4 separate regions of the Mus musculus genome follow, and all the other regions are linked to region 4. Evidence: chromatin contacts called from public HiChIP or PLAC-seq and promoter capture Hi-C data. All regions are on one chromosome and are shown on one strand. The core of a region is the stretch at or near the end of the contact, and the rest is flanking DNA. Distances in the headings are between cores, read along the strand shown. Region 1 holds the start of Dock9 (dedicator of cytokinesis 9). Region 2 holds the start of Gpr18 (G protein-coupled receptor 18). Region 3 holds the start of Gpr183 (G protein-coupled receptor 183). Region 4 holds the start of Tmtc4 (transmembrane and tetratricopeptide repeat containing 4).

What was found. Promoter capture Hi-C pulls out the DNA fragments that hold promoters and counts their contacts. HiChIP or PLAC-seq counts read pairs in DNA pulled down with a chosen protein or histone mark.
Region 1: a contact with region 4 is called in an HNF4G HiChIP or PLAC-seq map of pancreatic cancer cells. The contact joins the promoter of Dock9 here to the promoter of Tmtc4 in region 4. A contact is called at or near these places in 1 of 115 datasets of contacts at active chromatin or transcription factors (pancreatic cancer cells) and 1 of 9 other capture datasets (liver).
Region 2: a promoter capture Hi-C map of pre-B cells shows a contact between it and region 4, with 3 times the contacts expected there. The contact joins the promoter of Gpr18 here to the promoter of Tmtc4 in region 4. A contact is called at or near these places in 2 of 39 promoter capture datasets (the C10 cell line and pre-B cells), 1 of 484 Hi-C or Micro-C datasets (large pre-B cells), 1 of 115 datasets of contacts at active chromatin or transcription factors (large pre-B cells) and 2 of 9 other capture datasets (adipose tissue and liver).
Region 3: a contact with region 4 is called in a promoter capture Hi-C map of pre-B cells, with 6 times the contacts expected there. The contact joins the promoter of Gpr183 here to the promoter of Tmtc4 in region 4. A contact is called at or near these places in 6 of 39 promoter capture datasets (3T3-L1-derived adipocytes, the HPC-7 cell line, hippocampal neurons and 3 more).

What each region holds. Positions count from the first base shown.
Region 1 is chr14:121,696,066-121,699,983 of GRCm38.p6, forward strand. It overlaps Dock9 (dedicator of cytokinesis 9), which reads right to left and starts at 2,352. Exons shown (of 54, transcript NM_001081039.1): 1 at 2,129-2,352. The coding sequence starts at 2,248.
Region 2 is chr14:121,913,987-121,917,884 of GRCm38.p6, forward strand. It overlaps Gpr18 (G protein-coupled receptor 18), which reads right to left and starts at 1,902. Exons shown (of 2, transcript NM_182806.2): 1 at 1,691-1,902. All of the region lies in intron 4 of Ubac2 (ubiquitin associated domain containing 2), which reads left to right. Gm46485 (a long non-coding RNA gene) reads left to right here. Exons shown (of 2, transcript XR_001781471.2): 1 at 1-3,031; 2 at 3,129-3,898.
Region 3 is chr14:121,963,710-121,967,308 of GRCm38.p6, forward strand. It overlaps Gpr183 (G protein-coupled receptor 183), which reads right to left and starts at 1,484. Exons shown (of 2, transcript NM_183031.2): 1 at 1,344-1,484. All of the region lies in intron 4 of Ubac2 (ubiquitin associated domain containing 2), which reads left to right.
Region 4 is chr14:122,981,772-122,985,545 of GRCm38.p6, forward strand. It overlaps Tmtc4 (transmembrane and tetratricopeptide repeat containing 4), which reads right to left and starts at 1,512. Exons shown (of 18, transcript NM_028651.3): 1 at 1,401-1,512.

The sequences.
Region 1 (3,918 bases), core at 1,102-3,601, 1.3 Mb before region 4:
TAGAGCATTTGAGGACTTGCATACATGAGACTTTAAACTGGATCCCACCCCAGGAGTAACGGGATGCAATTTACATTCTTTATTAACCATTAGTTGTCCCTTCTAAATTGTTCATTATTTTCTCCTAGGGACTACACGTAATAACTAAATGTTACTTCCTAAATGGACTATGTTCCCTGTGGCTAAACATCTCTCCATATAGTTCACTCAATTACGGGCTCAGGGGTTCTCACACAAGTCCAGGGGCTATCAGTGCTATGCTAATGATCAGCACCCCAACATACTGATCTTGGGTCTGCACACTTTAGAATGCTCCCCTAAGAAGCAAGCTGTGCTCTCAGCAGCTTGCTGCATTCTCATTTGCTGTGAGCAGCTGTCTTCACAGACAAAGAGATTCACCCTGGCTAGGCACCCCCTAAACATCCTGGCTTCTATCTGATATTCCCCTCTTATCTTGTTTACCTCTGTGGAAGAGAAACTCCTGCAGATAAGAAAGTTGTCAGGTTGTATCAGTTTCCTTCCCTCTCCACACCCCTCTGCAGGTGCACGGAACTGGACCACTCCACGGGACCAGAAGTTTCCATGTCCCAAGAATCATTTCCCCATGTACACCTGTAGCTGGCCCAGCCTTGTCTTTTACAATTCCCAGTGGAACCATCTGGACTGAGCTAAACAAGGAACTACAGCATACGCAGAAAACATGAGAACACTAGAAAGAGCAGTCATGTTTTTTTAAGAGAAGTCACTTCTACATTATTTGAAAGAAAAAAATCAGAACATCACTACAAGCTACTTAGTTCTTCCGGTAACGATTTCTGCCCATCCAGAGAACCACGAGAGAACAAACACATTTCAGGATATCCACCCAGGAAACCCAAACCACACAACATCCTTCATCTTCCACTCTAGGATTTCACCCTAGGAGGCATGCAGGTGACTCAAGCCACGATGATACAATGAGCTATCTATCAGGCTTGAAGATAGGGAGCAAACAACTGTAAACTTTATATTCCAGAAAAGGGGCGGAGGCAGTAAATCTGTATGTTAAAAATGAACTGTGTGCGTGTGGCGGGGTGGGGTGGGAGGGGGAGCCAACTTATTTGACTGACTTTCAGTCAAGAACAAGCAGTACAGTTTTGAAGGCGGCGCAATACAAGTAAGTTAACCCCCCTCATCACAAAGGAAAGCGATTCGGTCAGGGTGAAATATGCTCTTGGAGAGTTTAAGCTCCCACCCTCACAGCTGTTAATTGCCAGTGCAGTAAACTGGAAACCAAACACTAGAGCACTAGAGCAGCCACAACTGAACTTCCATGTTTGGGGTGGGGAAAGCTACACAGAGGTACTAGGCACTAGCTTGACAATCCCTTTAACAGCCCGTGTGAAAGGCTCAATTGTCCCCTCGGCAGAGCACGCTGGTGGTTTCTGCAGCTTGCTTTAAAAAATTATGTGCCTTTATTGTACTAAAGAAATTCCAAACGGGAAGCACAGCCTACTCATTGACGGTTAACAACACAATTACTTTACATGGTCTTCCCTTCCAGAGTCTAAGAAGGCACTTGAGTTTGTTCAAACTACTATGGGTTTGGCTAATGCTAAAACATCAACTTTGCTGTCAGCTGAGATTCTTTCTGACTCTGTTCAACACAAACGCCCCTGATAAAAATAAACAAGGGGAAGAGACCGGCGTGCACTCCTCAGCACCTACCTGCCTTGTTTTCTCACTGACATAAATAGACAATGCACAGAAGGGTTTAAGTCTGCAAAATACTTCCTTTCCAACTCCCAGGGTGCTGTTAAAACCCCCGCCCAGTTGACTTCTGAAAAAAAAAAATCGTTGTGGCTAGGTGTGACAAAATTTTTGAACAATACTAAATTGTTTTATGCAAAGCTCCTCCCAGAAACCTGTTCACCCACAAACGTCAACATTTCTTTCCTGAGGAAGGATGGAAGTAGACTTCAGGCCAGTCTATAAGGAAAGGTAGAGATAAGGGTTTCCTAGAGACAGGCGGAGCAAGTCAGAAAGGAGCAAGTCGGAAAGTCAGAAAGAGCAGCGGGATGCGGTGGGTCACTGACTCATTCAGAAGCAGTCACGGTCCCGGGACAGGGCGACAGGACGGGACTCTTACCAATGTGGAGCTCTCTGCCTCCACGTCTGCCTGAGCTGCATCCTTGTACTGCAGGGGGGACTCGATGACCAACTCCTTCTTGTCACTTCTACCGCTCGTCCTGTACTTCTCAGCCTGCATTCTCCACACAGACCACTGTCAGAAAGCCTGCAGCAGGGACAGCTGAGAGTCCCCCACCAGCCGCACCGCTGGCCAGAGAAAGGAAAGGAAGCCTGAAGCCTGTTTCCCAGGCACTGGAAGTGCAGAGCCTGAGGGGTGGGGAAGGCATGACCGAGAAGGCCAGCCTCTAGGGGTGTTACTACAGCTAGGAGAATGGGAGGCTCCTGCTCGCTGGCCAAAGAAAAACAACCCCCAAACAGAACAATACACAGTGTACTGCCTCTGCAATGAAAGACCAGCCTCATTGTGTCTGTTCCACACAGCGTGGGCCAAATCAATGTGAATCCAAATAGTGCAGCATTGAGAAGGAAGCCTGCCGATCCCAGCGAGGCTCCCTCATAAGGACTTCCGATCTGAAGCCCCCAGCTAGGTCGCCTGGCTGGTCTAAAAGTTGCAGTTTCAAAACGCTTTCATTTGTGTTATGGCTAAGCACCAAGAACTTGGCTCCTGATCAAAGCAGGACCAAACGAGCAAGCAAGGGTGTTCCCAGGAGGTACAGTTCAAGAAATCATTTCTCCTTGCAGGACAGACAGCAGCAGACAAACTCATGTATCTGTTTTATGCCAGGGAGATGATACCGTAATGCTGAATAAATTAATAATGCAGCCAAAGCATTTACCATGGACATTTTCTTTGCACACAACAACGTGTGTGTGCCAGGATGTAGTGTGCCCAGTGTTAAAGGATGGAGAAGGTCAGAGTGGAAACGTAAAGCAGAAAGTCTCTTCCCTCAAGAATAGGAAAAAGATGGGAAGTCCAAAGATATCCTGAAGAAGAGAGATACACAGATGTTCTTGCAGAAGTCTGCTATCAGGAGTTACAGAGCCAAAGTTTGGAGCTGAGATGAAAGGATGGACCATGTAGAGACTGCCATATCCAGGGATCCACCCCATAATCAGCATCCAAACGCTGACACCATTGCATACACTAGCAAGATTTTATTGAAAGGACCCAGATGTAGCTGTCTCTTGTGAGACTAGGCCGGGGCCTAGCAAACACAGAAGTGGATGCTCACAGTCAGCTATTGGATGGGTCACACGGCCCCCAATGGAGGAGCTAGAGAAAGTAGCCAAGGAGCTAAAGGGATCTGCAACCCTATAGGTGGAACAACATTATGAACTAACCAGTACCCCGGAGCTCTTGACTCTAGCTGCATATATATCAAAAGATGGCCTAGTCGGCCATCACTGGAAAGAGAGGCCCATTGGACTTGCAAACTTTATATGCCCCAGTACAGGGGAACACCAGGGCCAAAAAGGGGGAGTGGGTGGGCAGGGGAGTGGGGGTGGGTGGATATGGGGGACTTTTGGTATAGCATTGGAAATGTAAATGAGTTAAATACCTAATAAAAAATGGAAAAAAAAAAAAAAAGAAGTCTGCTATCTTTTTTGTTTCCTCATATTCCCTGAAGGAGTAACTTTTTAAGAGATCAACTAGCAAAAATCAAAACACAAGCATCGGAGAGGTTCGCTACAAGGATGCACGAAGGGGTTTGCTACAAAGATGCACGAAGGGGTTTGCTACAAAGATGCACAGAAAGCATGTACTACAGGTGGGTTAAATGTAAAGATGCCCTTCGGGTGGAACCCCTCCCATTTAGTGCCTGTTCACTTCTTTGAAATCAAGACCTG
Region 2 (3,898 bases), core at 652-3,151, 1.1 Mb before region 4:
GCTGTTCTGGAACTCACTTTGTAGACCAGGCTGGCCTCGAGCTCAGAAATCCTCCTGCCTCCCGAGTGCTGGGATTAAAGGCGTGCTGGGATTAAAGGCATGCTGGGATTAAAGGCGTGCGCCACCACCGCCCAGCTAAAGCAAAGAATTCTAATAGTGCTTATAAATATGGTGCTCTCAGTGTGACATTCCCTTCCCCAGGGTGCATTAGCCAGTAGAGGCTGTAAAGATACTTCATATGTAGAGTGCAGCCTGGGGGGCATCTCTCTGAAATAGGAGGGTGGATAAGGAATTTTCCTTAAGAAAGTCACTTTGCAGCGTGCTGATGTTTAATTCAGCTCTGAATCTTTCTTTAGTGAAACAATAGGGAGGATTAACAGCCTGTGGCTGGCTGATGAGAGTTAGTTTGAACAGTTGGGTAGACAGGACCAGGTACTGTGTGCTTTCTCCTTTGGTCCCATTGTTGTTTGCCACATAATTGGCTTAAATGTGATTTTGGAATAAAATCCTATATATCTAAAAACCTGTATTAAAATTTCCAAATAAGGCTGAGAATGGTAGCAACATGCTTTTAACTCTAGCACTTCTGAGGCAGAGGGAGGGGGAATCTCTGTTTGAAACTAGTTTGCTCTACATAGCACCCCCAAAATGTATATAACTAGAATACTAGTTTCTACGCAAATAAGAAAATTACTGCATAGTAAGGTTAAATCTTTAGTATTAAGCAAAGGAGACTTAGAGGCTTAAACACTGTGGTCTTTAAAGAAGCCTCTGAGGTATAATGAAGTCCTGGTCTTTCCTCTATCACCATTCTCCCTGGTGTTGTCATGAAAACACCTGTATCTACAGGCTGTCCTTCCCTGGCTGCTTTTCTGTAGTCCACCTGCCCCAGTTTTCACTGTGCTCAGTGCGATGCTCGATGCTTGTGTCTCTGTATTACCATCCGGACTATGTTCTGCACGATTTTGAGCGAGTGTTGAAAACCGATTGTCTTTCAGGTTAACTTTTGAAAACTTAAGTACCATGACTATCTGTAGGTTTTGTGTTTTTTGTTTTTATTTTTTTTTAAATTGAAGCCAAGTAATTTCATGAAACAGTAATTGAAACTATATGACAAAGACATTGAATTATGTTATGATGTACTATGTCATCAACATAATGTGTTAAATGACAGGGGAATGAGAGCGAGGCCTCAGTCCTACACCAAGAACTACTAGCAGCTTCTGTGCTAAAAGTGGGAGCAATAGGCCTCCCTCAGGAAGAGCCCACCAACTGGTTATCCAGTACTAAACGGTCAGCTCTGAAAACACGTGTGAGTAACACTACACAGAAAAGCAGGTTATATGTATTTAGGTGTGTGTGTGTGTGTGTGTGTGTGTGTGTGTAACAACAATTAAGAGAAGGAGGCCATGAATTTGTAAGCGGTTAAGGAGGGTCACGTGGGAGGGTTTGGAGGGAGGAGAGGGAAGAAATGATGTAATTATATTGGAATCTCAAAAATAAAATAAAAACATTTAAAACTCTACACTTAACTATTAATAAAAAATATTGAAAATGAGCGCTGAATCCTGGGAAAAGAATAACCAGTTGTTTCAAGGTCTTCATCTGATGGAACAGAAGTTTTGAGTTTAGTAAACACAACATTACTTCTGATAATGGTTTGCCATGAAATTAATTGAATGCAGCTTACCTCCTGTCTGTCAAAGGCTGTCTGAGAGGTGACCGTTTGCCGCTCTGCCCAGTCCCAGAGAGAGAGTGCTCAGAGTCGCCTGTGTTAGGTAGGTGGTGTCTCTGTGCTGTGTCTTGTTGGAGGGTTGTTGAGATGTAGTACCGATAGTGGGGTTGGTCTGCTGAGCTCTGAGCACTGCTCTGCCGTTTTCAGGAAACGCTCTGAAATGAGACACTCAGCGTGGGACTTTACCCTGGATGTGGTTTTCTCTTTCACAAGTGATTTGTTTATGAAGTCCTGCTCATCTCGGGCTGCTCTTGAAACAATGGCATATCTTGAAGAAAGGCAGATATTCTTGAATTAACTGCTTGTTTTGATGTTTGAAGTTTGTGTCACTTACAGGCAGGAGATTTGACACTGGGCAAAGCAAGGTTCAAAGCCTAGCTGCTTTCTAAGCTCCTCGACTTTGTCTAGCCTTTTGTTGTTCCTGTGTAGTTCCTATCCAGTTGAAATGCATAGCACTCATGTGATAGGATTGAGAACTCCTCTCCAGAAAAGTCCTGCCTGAAAGAGAGCAACTGCCACCCTGCCACCTCGGTCACCTGTCATCTTCTCCATGGCCCTGCTCTGCTCTGCTCTGCCCTGCCCTGCCCTGCAGATCTGTTCCTGGATCCTGTAGGTACTTCCTACACTTTGTCCATTTTCTATCTCAGGGAAGACTTGCAGTAATTTTTTTCTTGCATGAACATCCATGTAAACCATGGGAAGGACTGGGGAATTTACATGTAGCTGGAAGAATTTATATGTAGCAGTGTTCTCAGCTGAGAAGGGAAGTGAAACCCACAGAAGGGAGGATTGGGCAGCCCAGAGCATCGCTGTCTAGCTACTCTGAGTTTAACTTTCTCTTTAAAGTAGCCCAGCCCTTGTCCAGTTCTAAGTATCTCTACATTGGCTACACATTATTTGCCAGCCTTTAAATGGTGCCTAAGCTTAGCTGCTTCTGTGTCTATAGTGTGAGCGATTTAAACTGGCTCCTGTCATCTTGTCTGTCCTGTTTTGAGACGGGGCCTTACTGGCTGCTTTGGAGCTGTGTTGACCAGGTTGGCTTTGAACTTACCCTGGTCTTCCTGTCTCTGCCTCCTGAGAGCTGGACTCCAGCTGTCAGCCACCACAGCTGCCACAGCGTGAACTTGAGGTAGTTTGAGAACCTTGCTTCTTTTCCCAGAAGTGCTAAACTTTCATTCTACAAAAGGTACTGACGTTAGCTGTGCTAACAAACCACTGGGTGCCGTGGGAGCCTTCCAGAATAATGTGCTATAGAGCCACTGGAGACCACTGCAGCAGTTCCTGTGTGGGTGAGAGGTGATTGCCTTGAAACCTTCTCTAGACATGCTTTGGCATTGCCAAGTTACATCATAATTGTTTTATATGAAGTTATGTTTTTTCATATGCTACACAGGTCAGCCACATGGATACCTCTTGACTGGGACCCAGTGTGTTCTGTGAGAAGGTTTCTGACAGGAAGTACTGATTGTGCTGCTACAGTCAACAGATGAGGAGCCTGGGGTGTCTTCTCATTAAGACTTGAGTCTTCCCCGTATGTAGCATTCTTAGTTGAGAACTTGCATTTCTTAGTGCAAGGTGCCCAGGGCAGATTTGGAACCTCCCAAAAGCTTGGCAGAACCCACCTGTAGACCCTCCCTCTAACCACCTCACAGCTGCCATTTTCCCTCAGAGCTGGGCTGGCCTGGACGGTTCCTTGCCCCAGCTCTGTGCCTTATGCTTGGGTGGCCGGCACACACCTTGCTGTCTTTGATGCTCCACCACTACACCATGTGCTTGGGGGTGCTGACATGAGTTGTAGCTAAGGAGCATTTAACATTGTTCGATAGCTAAGAAAGTGAACATGTGAAGAGGGGGGTGGGGTGGATGGTCGTCTGAGCCCAGAACCAACTGCAAGGACACTGAGCTGCCTGAGATGTGGTGAGAGGTCTGTGCAGGAGGCGGAGGAGTGGCCCTCCTGCACGCCTCACCTTGCCTTCAGGAATCTGTTACTCTTACCAGGGACTTTGTGACCATGCCTGCAGTTTTGGTCTTCTCACGTACTTTGGAATGTGAGAGAATTCTTACCAAAGAGGGTTTTCTCATACTCCAGAGACGTCAGGGTTTCCTGTACTTTATGAAATGTTTTGGTCTCACTTTGAGGTTTAGTTTGAGCATTGAAGACTG
Region 3 (3,599 bases), core at 234-2,733, 1.0 Mb before region 4:
CCTGGAGGGAGCTCAGTTGTCACAGAGTTTACTCTGCTAGGTGACTGATAACAACACTAATTAACTCTAGGAAGCCCGCCAAAAGCTTATAAAAGGACTTATTACCACAGCCACCCACGTATCGTACAAGCCTGCAAGCAAGGCTGCTTTGTGGAACCGTGTGCCCTAGCAGTTCTAGGTTCACAAAGCACCATTAAGCCCCAGAGACAAACACTCTGAGATACTAGAAAGCACACCTCAAGTCTTTACATACACTGTAACAGAAAGCAGACATCTTCAGGCAAGCTCAAGAAAATAATTTGTACATTTATCTTTCTGTGGGCTGATGGGCAGGGTGGGAATGGCATGCAGTGTGCCGGCACCTACTCAGAGAGTCAGAGAAGGACTTGGCAGAAACACTTCTCCCCACTTTCTGAATGAAACGACCACAGCCAGAAACCTTCAGCAACTTGTATGGGGCTGAGCAGTTCTAAATGATGGAGCCTGGGTTTTAGGACTGAGTCCAAGCCCTCCCTTAACATTATACTCTCCTACACTCCGGGTGACACCCTTACAGAGAGTGCCACCACATCTACGACCCCCAGCCTTCTTTAAAGGAAGTCCCTTTATGGCTTATATTTTGTTAGGCATTTCTCTTAACTTCTGCTCTTACCCTGGAAATTGAGTTTTTAAATCTCCACATATAATCTTTGTTTTACAGGTTTTTTTTTTTTCCAAAATTTTTAGAATATAAATGTGGAAGCTCATTTAGCATTACTGGTCACCTAATAATAGAAACCAAATAACAAATTTTATTTTTCACTTAAAATAGTTGGTCTTTAGAATGGTTTTGCTTCTGAGGCAGGAGAGCCCAGGCTGATCAAACATCTTTGCTGGTGGGAGGATAAATTGATAAAATATTTTTGCAAACTAGAAAATACCATTCTATATCTGATGCTTTAGAAAATAAGCCCCTTACCCCGGGAAGTCTGCTGCTGATAGTCTATCATCAAAACTACTTTCCTGTACATAAATGCACGCCAGGTAGTCAAATGCAATGAATTTTTAAAAATTAGGTTAAATGGTTATATTGTATATAAACTACATCCAAATTTAGGAATGCTCTGCCTCAGCACCATTGTTCCTTTCTCTTTATAGTAAAGAATCCTGAAATAATTGAATTTTGAAATTCATAAAATGTTTCATTCATTGCTTCCATCTCGGGAGCTACATTGAGCTGCCAGTGACCCCAAGGAAATCTAAACAGACAGTTATTACAGCTGGTATCTAGTACATTATTTTACTTTGAAACTTAGGTTTTTAAAGTATTCCTTAACTTAAAGAGAATCATGTCAGGTACTTACATATCAGAAGGTGGCTAGGACCTCCGTTGTGGCAGTCCGTGTTTGCTCAGAATGGAGTTAGCTAAGCTGGGCATGTTGCTTTAAGAGTGATCGAGCAGGCGTCCTTTTATGGTGGTGCCTTTTTCCTGTCATCCTGTGACTGAGCATAGCCGTGATCAGTTAACCTCACATATGCTACGTGCTTTTTTTTCAAATGGGATGGGAAGTGAGATTTTTTTTCTGATACTGATTTTTAAAAACTGTTCAAAAGCCCCTTGGACTTTGTGAAATGCTCATATCTATGGAACTTTTAAATTTTTTTCAATAAGGATTTAAGTCTTAAAAGTTTTTTTTTTTTTTTTTAAGCAATAAGCTTTAAACAGAAAGAGGGAGGAGGGAGAGAGATAGGTATAGTTACTGGTGACCTTATGTTGATATTTTACATAAAGTTTAGGTTAAGGAAAAATGTCAAGTGTAATAGTGCTGTCTGCCTGGAGGCGTGGTGGTATCAGGAGTGTAGTGTAGAGTCTGAACCTGAACAGCTGTGTCAAAGATGGGTGTCTGTGGTGAGGGAGAAAGGCCTTCCTTGTGTGTAAGTTAGTTACATTTTCAGTGTCGAGAACAACTGACTGACTCAGTGGCAGTGGGCACAGAAAGATCTAGGACAGTTGGCAGACACGTTATTGAAGAGTTCAGCCTCAGGTACATAGTACCAGAGAGACCTGTTCTAGTCCCATGATGCCTTGAGCTCACTCCTTGAACCCAGCAGGTACTGCGTAGAGTGCTCTGAGCAAGCCAGAGAGGTGGCAGTCACCCATGCCCACCTGTGATCTAGCCTGCCATACGTGCGTGCTGCTTTTGGAAGACAGGCCTCACTTGTGCTGCGCCTGGGTGTTGGGGGACAGGGATTCCATGAGCAGAGAGGCTTAAGCCTCCCAGGACTACAGCCCCACCTTCCTGCAGAGTGGGGCTGTACACTGCTTCTGTCACCCATCCTTATTCAGGGAAATAGAAGATGGGTCAGGGGATGGGGGCTGCAGCAGATTTTCAAGCCAAACCTGCAGACAGCTCTCCCTTGTTTAAAATGGAATGTGCTTTAAAAGAAAAAAAACAAAACAAAACAAGAATGCTTTGGTAAACTGGTTGATTTTGAGGGATGCTATAGAGAGAATTGAGTCATTTTGATAGGAATCTGTAGCTTTATGCCCCCAGAGGCCTTAGAAGTTTTTCAAAATCACATTTTATTTATTTTGCATGTATGTGTTAGTGTGCTTACACATGTGCTATATATGTTTATAGCATGTGTGCCAGGGCATACATAGATCAGAGAACAACTTTTAGGGACAGATTCTCCTCTTCTGCCACCTGGATTCTAGGGATTAAAGGCTTGGTGACAAGTGACTATCTTGCAGCCTACCAGAGGTGGGTGTCCTCTTGGCCTAGGCTTCTGTAGAATTGCCTTTCAGTTGTGCTGTTGAAGGTCTGCAGAGGAAAACCAAAGAGCAAGCACCAAGTCAGTGGGATTCTTGGGCACCCACTTGGTTATGTATAAAATAAAGGCAAGTGAGAGCCAAGGTAAGTCAGCCTTATGATGTGGATTCGAAGACTTTGTGACTTGATAGGTAAACTTGGCATAACCTAGAACCAGTTCACCTTATACACCCACCATTGAGGGCTCAGGATGTGGCCGAGTGCAGAGAGCATTAGCATGTGCCAGGCCCTGGCTTATATTCCTAGCACTGCATATAAGCAAGATGGAATTGGCACATACTAGGAATTTCCAGTTTGTTACAAGACCATCCTAGTGGGATACTTTTTGGAAGACCCAGCTACTTAAAGCAAGTTTTATGGCAAGTAGGATCCATCATCTTTTTTTTTTTTTTTTTTTTTTTAGATGGCTGGCCCAGGATTCATAGAGATCCGCCTGCCTCTCCCTCCTGCATACCAGGACTAAAGGCCTGGTGGGTCCACCCTTTCACCCTTTCTTTTGTATGAGAAATAATCTAAGAAGTGTATGAAGAAGCCTGCAGATGCTGCTGTAGCTGCATGGGAGAGGAAACGCTAGGCCTGTTTTGTTGTTGACAGTTGTTTAGCAGTGGTCATACTATACCAGTGAACCCAGTGTCCTAGAAGTGAGGCAGACATCTGTGTGAAGTGTTTTCTTTGTTTGCTCTCTGAAGTATGGTCGGTCTTGAGTGTATAGTAGGTACTCTGTAACTAGTAAGGATATTAAAGGAATAAGTTATCTACTGACTGATTTTCTTGTGTGCTTCTAGC
Region 4 (3,774 bases), core at 262-2,761:
CTCAAACAATATCTCCCCAGAGGCTAAATGGCACTGAGCTGTGAACTGTAAGCTTCCGATAACAATGGTCACAGCAGCCCTGGCTGCAATGAGGCAGAGTGACCCAACCTAATTGATTCACCCCGGGAAAACGGGGAACCGGCTGCAGCCACCTAACTGGAGACTCTTCCACAGGCATGGAGAGCCTCTTGTCCTTTACATTAAGGGCAATGCATCCAGGGCCAGTTGCCCTTCAGGATGGAGGGCAACCTTGCCTCTAGAAATCAGATTAAATAATGTGATAGTTTCTGACCACCCGTATCTGGCACGATGCAGAGAGAGCTAGCACACATTGTGCTAGAGGCAAAGGAGCCAGCCATCCTCTGTAGTGATGGGCCAAAAGCAGAGTAAGGTGAATCCTGTTGTGACCCATCTTCCTAATTCAAGAAGTGGCTGCCCATCTGAGGTTTCACATTCAGAATTTCTGCCTCAGAAAGTTTCCACTTTGCTAGCATGTAACCATTTTCCCACCCAGGTGGGCGAGCATACCTCACTTTGCCCCAGTTCCACCTATAGTGCACAGCTTTCGGGGGATGCAGGTACAAGGGGCAAAAATGGTTCCAGTCAATCCTTACTATAATTCTCCCCATCCATCTGTTCACGGGGAGAGAGCAAAGTGTGGATGATTCAGTGGAGATATCTGTCCTCTAACTCCTCCTTTCTTTTGTGTGTAGTTATAAAAAGAAAGAAAACACAAACAGCCCACAGTCACAACATCAACAACCCAGACTCCCCGTGGAGTTCGCAGGAGGTGAGGCGGTTGCTACACCACCTGCTTGGCTCCCCCAACTCCTGGCAGCCGTTCCAGGCTCCCAGGCCAGTGGTACCAGCTTTGCTCCACAGTTGAGCGTAGAGTAACTGGCACTCCTGGCTCTGCTGGGTGGCTCTCCGTGTAACCCTGGGCGGGCGGCCAAGCTACCCGGCTGTGTCCAGCCGTCGCCCGTGCCTTGGCCAGCTGGCGACCAGGCGCGGGGACCCCGCGGCCAGGTGGCCGCTGCACCCGGTGGACTCCCGGGTTACAAAGCTGTTGCACGGCTGGGTCAGACAGTAGCAGGCAAGGGTCTGGCTCGGCGACCTCGGCCGTAGCAGGGCAGTGCCGGAGCTTGAGCTCGGGGCGCGCACCCTTACCGCGCGCTCTTTGTCCGGGGTGCGGCTTCTACCCAGGCGCAGACCGCCCGGGGCGGCGTCCGCGGGAGGCAGCTCGAGTGTCGGAGCTAACTCTAGTAGAGGTGCAGAGCTCGGGCGCCGCCCCCGGGCCCCAGCGCAGGGCTGGCGGCTCAGCTGAGAGCCCGGGAGCCCGCGCCCAACTCCGAGCGCCCTGCAGCTGCGCTCGGCCCTCAGCGGGCCGCCCCGCGCTTTACCTGCAAGGAGCACGAGCCGCGATCTCATCTCCCCTCCCGCGTGCTTAAACTCCGGCGGCTCCCCAGCCCGCCGCCGCCAGGGGAGGGGCTGCCCTCCCACTCCCACCCCGCCGCGTCCCGCCCCCCGCCGCGCCGCTTCCCACTCGCGGCTGCCCGCTCCCGTCTAGTCCCGCCTCCCGCCGCGGGACCATCGGTTGCCCTTTCCATCACTCACGCTCTCCTCTTCCGCTTATTGGTCCGTGTCGGAGTGACGTCGGAACAGAGCGCTCGCCACGAAGGAGGCGCAGGGGCAGACAGGCTTTGCTGGGAAGAGAAAGCGCAGCTGGGACGCGAAGCAGCAGCGGCGGTTCCCGGGCCTGGCCGCTGTTCCCTGCGGATCCGTGCGTTCTAAGCCTATTCCTGGCTTGTCTCGCACGTTCCGCCGAGGGCTGTGGAATCCCTGCAGAAAATCTCAACTCCACGCTTCTTTCTGTCTGAAGTTGTTGAAGAAATGTCCCCACTTTCTCCCTTTGAAACGGGAAGTGACTTCCTCCTCCTAAGGCCGTGCAACCTCAGGACTGCGCCTCCTTTGGAGCAGTGCCATACAGTCACGACCACTAGGTGCTACACCTCCCTCCTGATGGGAAGGTCACCCACTCAGTTTCCACTCCTAGTACTTATTTGTGCTGCCACCTTCAAGAGAAAAAACCTTTGTACTTTCCACTACCAGACTTACAGACCTCAAACCTCAATGACCTCCGACCCTCCTCAAAGCATCAGTCTCTGATCTGTCTCCCTCTTTGGAGTGGAGTCCGCATCCTCAGCACCAAGTGACTTCCAAGCTTTCCTCTGCTCTATGTGTCACCCTGCCTTTCGCTGCCCTTCATCGCTGAAGCAGAGTGCTTCTCCCCTCCCCCACCCCCACCTCCACCCCCAACCACAGCTGTTTCCAACTTCATTCATTTGGCTTTCATTCAGGGAAACTGCATTTGCCAGTCACCTCTGCTGTCTTCTGCCCTTACTAAGGCCAGAGGACATTTTGCTTCCCAATGCTACCTCATCTCACAATTTCCTCCTCCTTAAAATGCCCTCTTCTTTATGCCTATTGCCTTTTCTCTCTCCTGTCCCCCTCCCCCACCCCACCCCCAAGTCTATTTGACTGGCTTGCCTGCCCTGAATGATCGCTAAGAGTTTTAAAAGCCTCATCCTTTTCTCCTACTCCACAAATTTCCCTGTATGATTTAATCTGCTGCCAACACTCCAATCAATACATTTCAGATTTACACTTCTTTTCCTTGCTTTCTCGGAGTTCAAACCTATTTATCTAGTTCCCCACTTAGCTTCTCCCCTTGTATATGCCACCACATCTCAAATAGTAAGACATCCGTCATGCTTTCTCTGCCTTCCTTCTGGTGGTCTGTGACAGCCAGAGTATCACAAACCAAAGTCGGCTTTAGTCCTGGCATCTAATGAATGGTCAAGGTCCTGATTTATAAGTGCCTCTACCTTTATATGCCTCCTCCACCAACTGACTGATTGTTAGGAATATAAGTTTAAAGAAATTGTGTAACTTAGTAACAATTTTGTGCGACTTGCAATAATGCAATGTATGTGAGATAGAAATTGCCCACCAAGAGGCAGGCGGATTTCTGAGTTCGAAGCCAGCCTGGTTTACAAAGTGAGTTCCAGGACGGCCAGGGCTATACAGAGAAATCAATATCTCTAAAAACCAACAACAACAAAAACAAACAAACAAAAAAAGCAAGCAAACAAACAAGCAAAAAGAAACTGGCCACCAGGCAGCTCTGATAGGAGCCAGGCCACAATTACAAGCTCCAGGCTGGCCACCTGGCAGCTTGAATACAAGTCAAGTCCAGGACAGGTTTTACTAAGCTAATGAAATACTCCCCAAGGTAGACACTTCCTATGCTGGTCAACTAGTCACAATCTGTGAACCCTGATAGCACAAATCTACCATCTAATGAAGTAATACATAAATTGAAAGATTGGGAGTGGTCTCTACTCTAGGATCAAACTGTCCTGCTCCAGAGACAAGGCTTCTCTAACCTCAGTGTGGATTCCCATCAGCAAGAAGACTTGAGACTGTGTATGGCCCTGGCCTCAGTGACCATTGAACTTCTGGCACTGTGTGTCACTGGGCCCACACAGGCCTACCTGTGATGGCTCCTGGCCTATGCTCACAAGGACCTCCTAGGATCTCCTTCAGTGCCATCCCCAGCCTGCCACAGTTGAAGGACTTCATGGAGGATGAAGATCAAGCCTATGAGAAGATTTCCCTGTGAATCCGTCCCTGTACATGGTGTTTCTGCCCAAACAACTGCTCCTGCTCCATGATATGTCTAAGCGTGATATTATATTAGCATGGTATTATAAT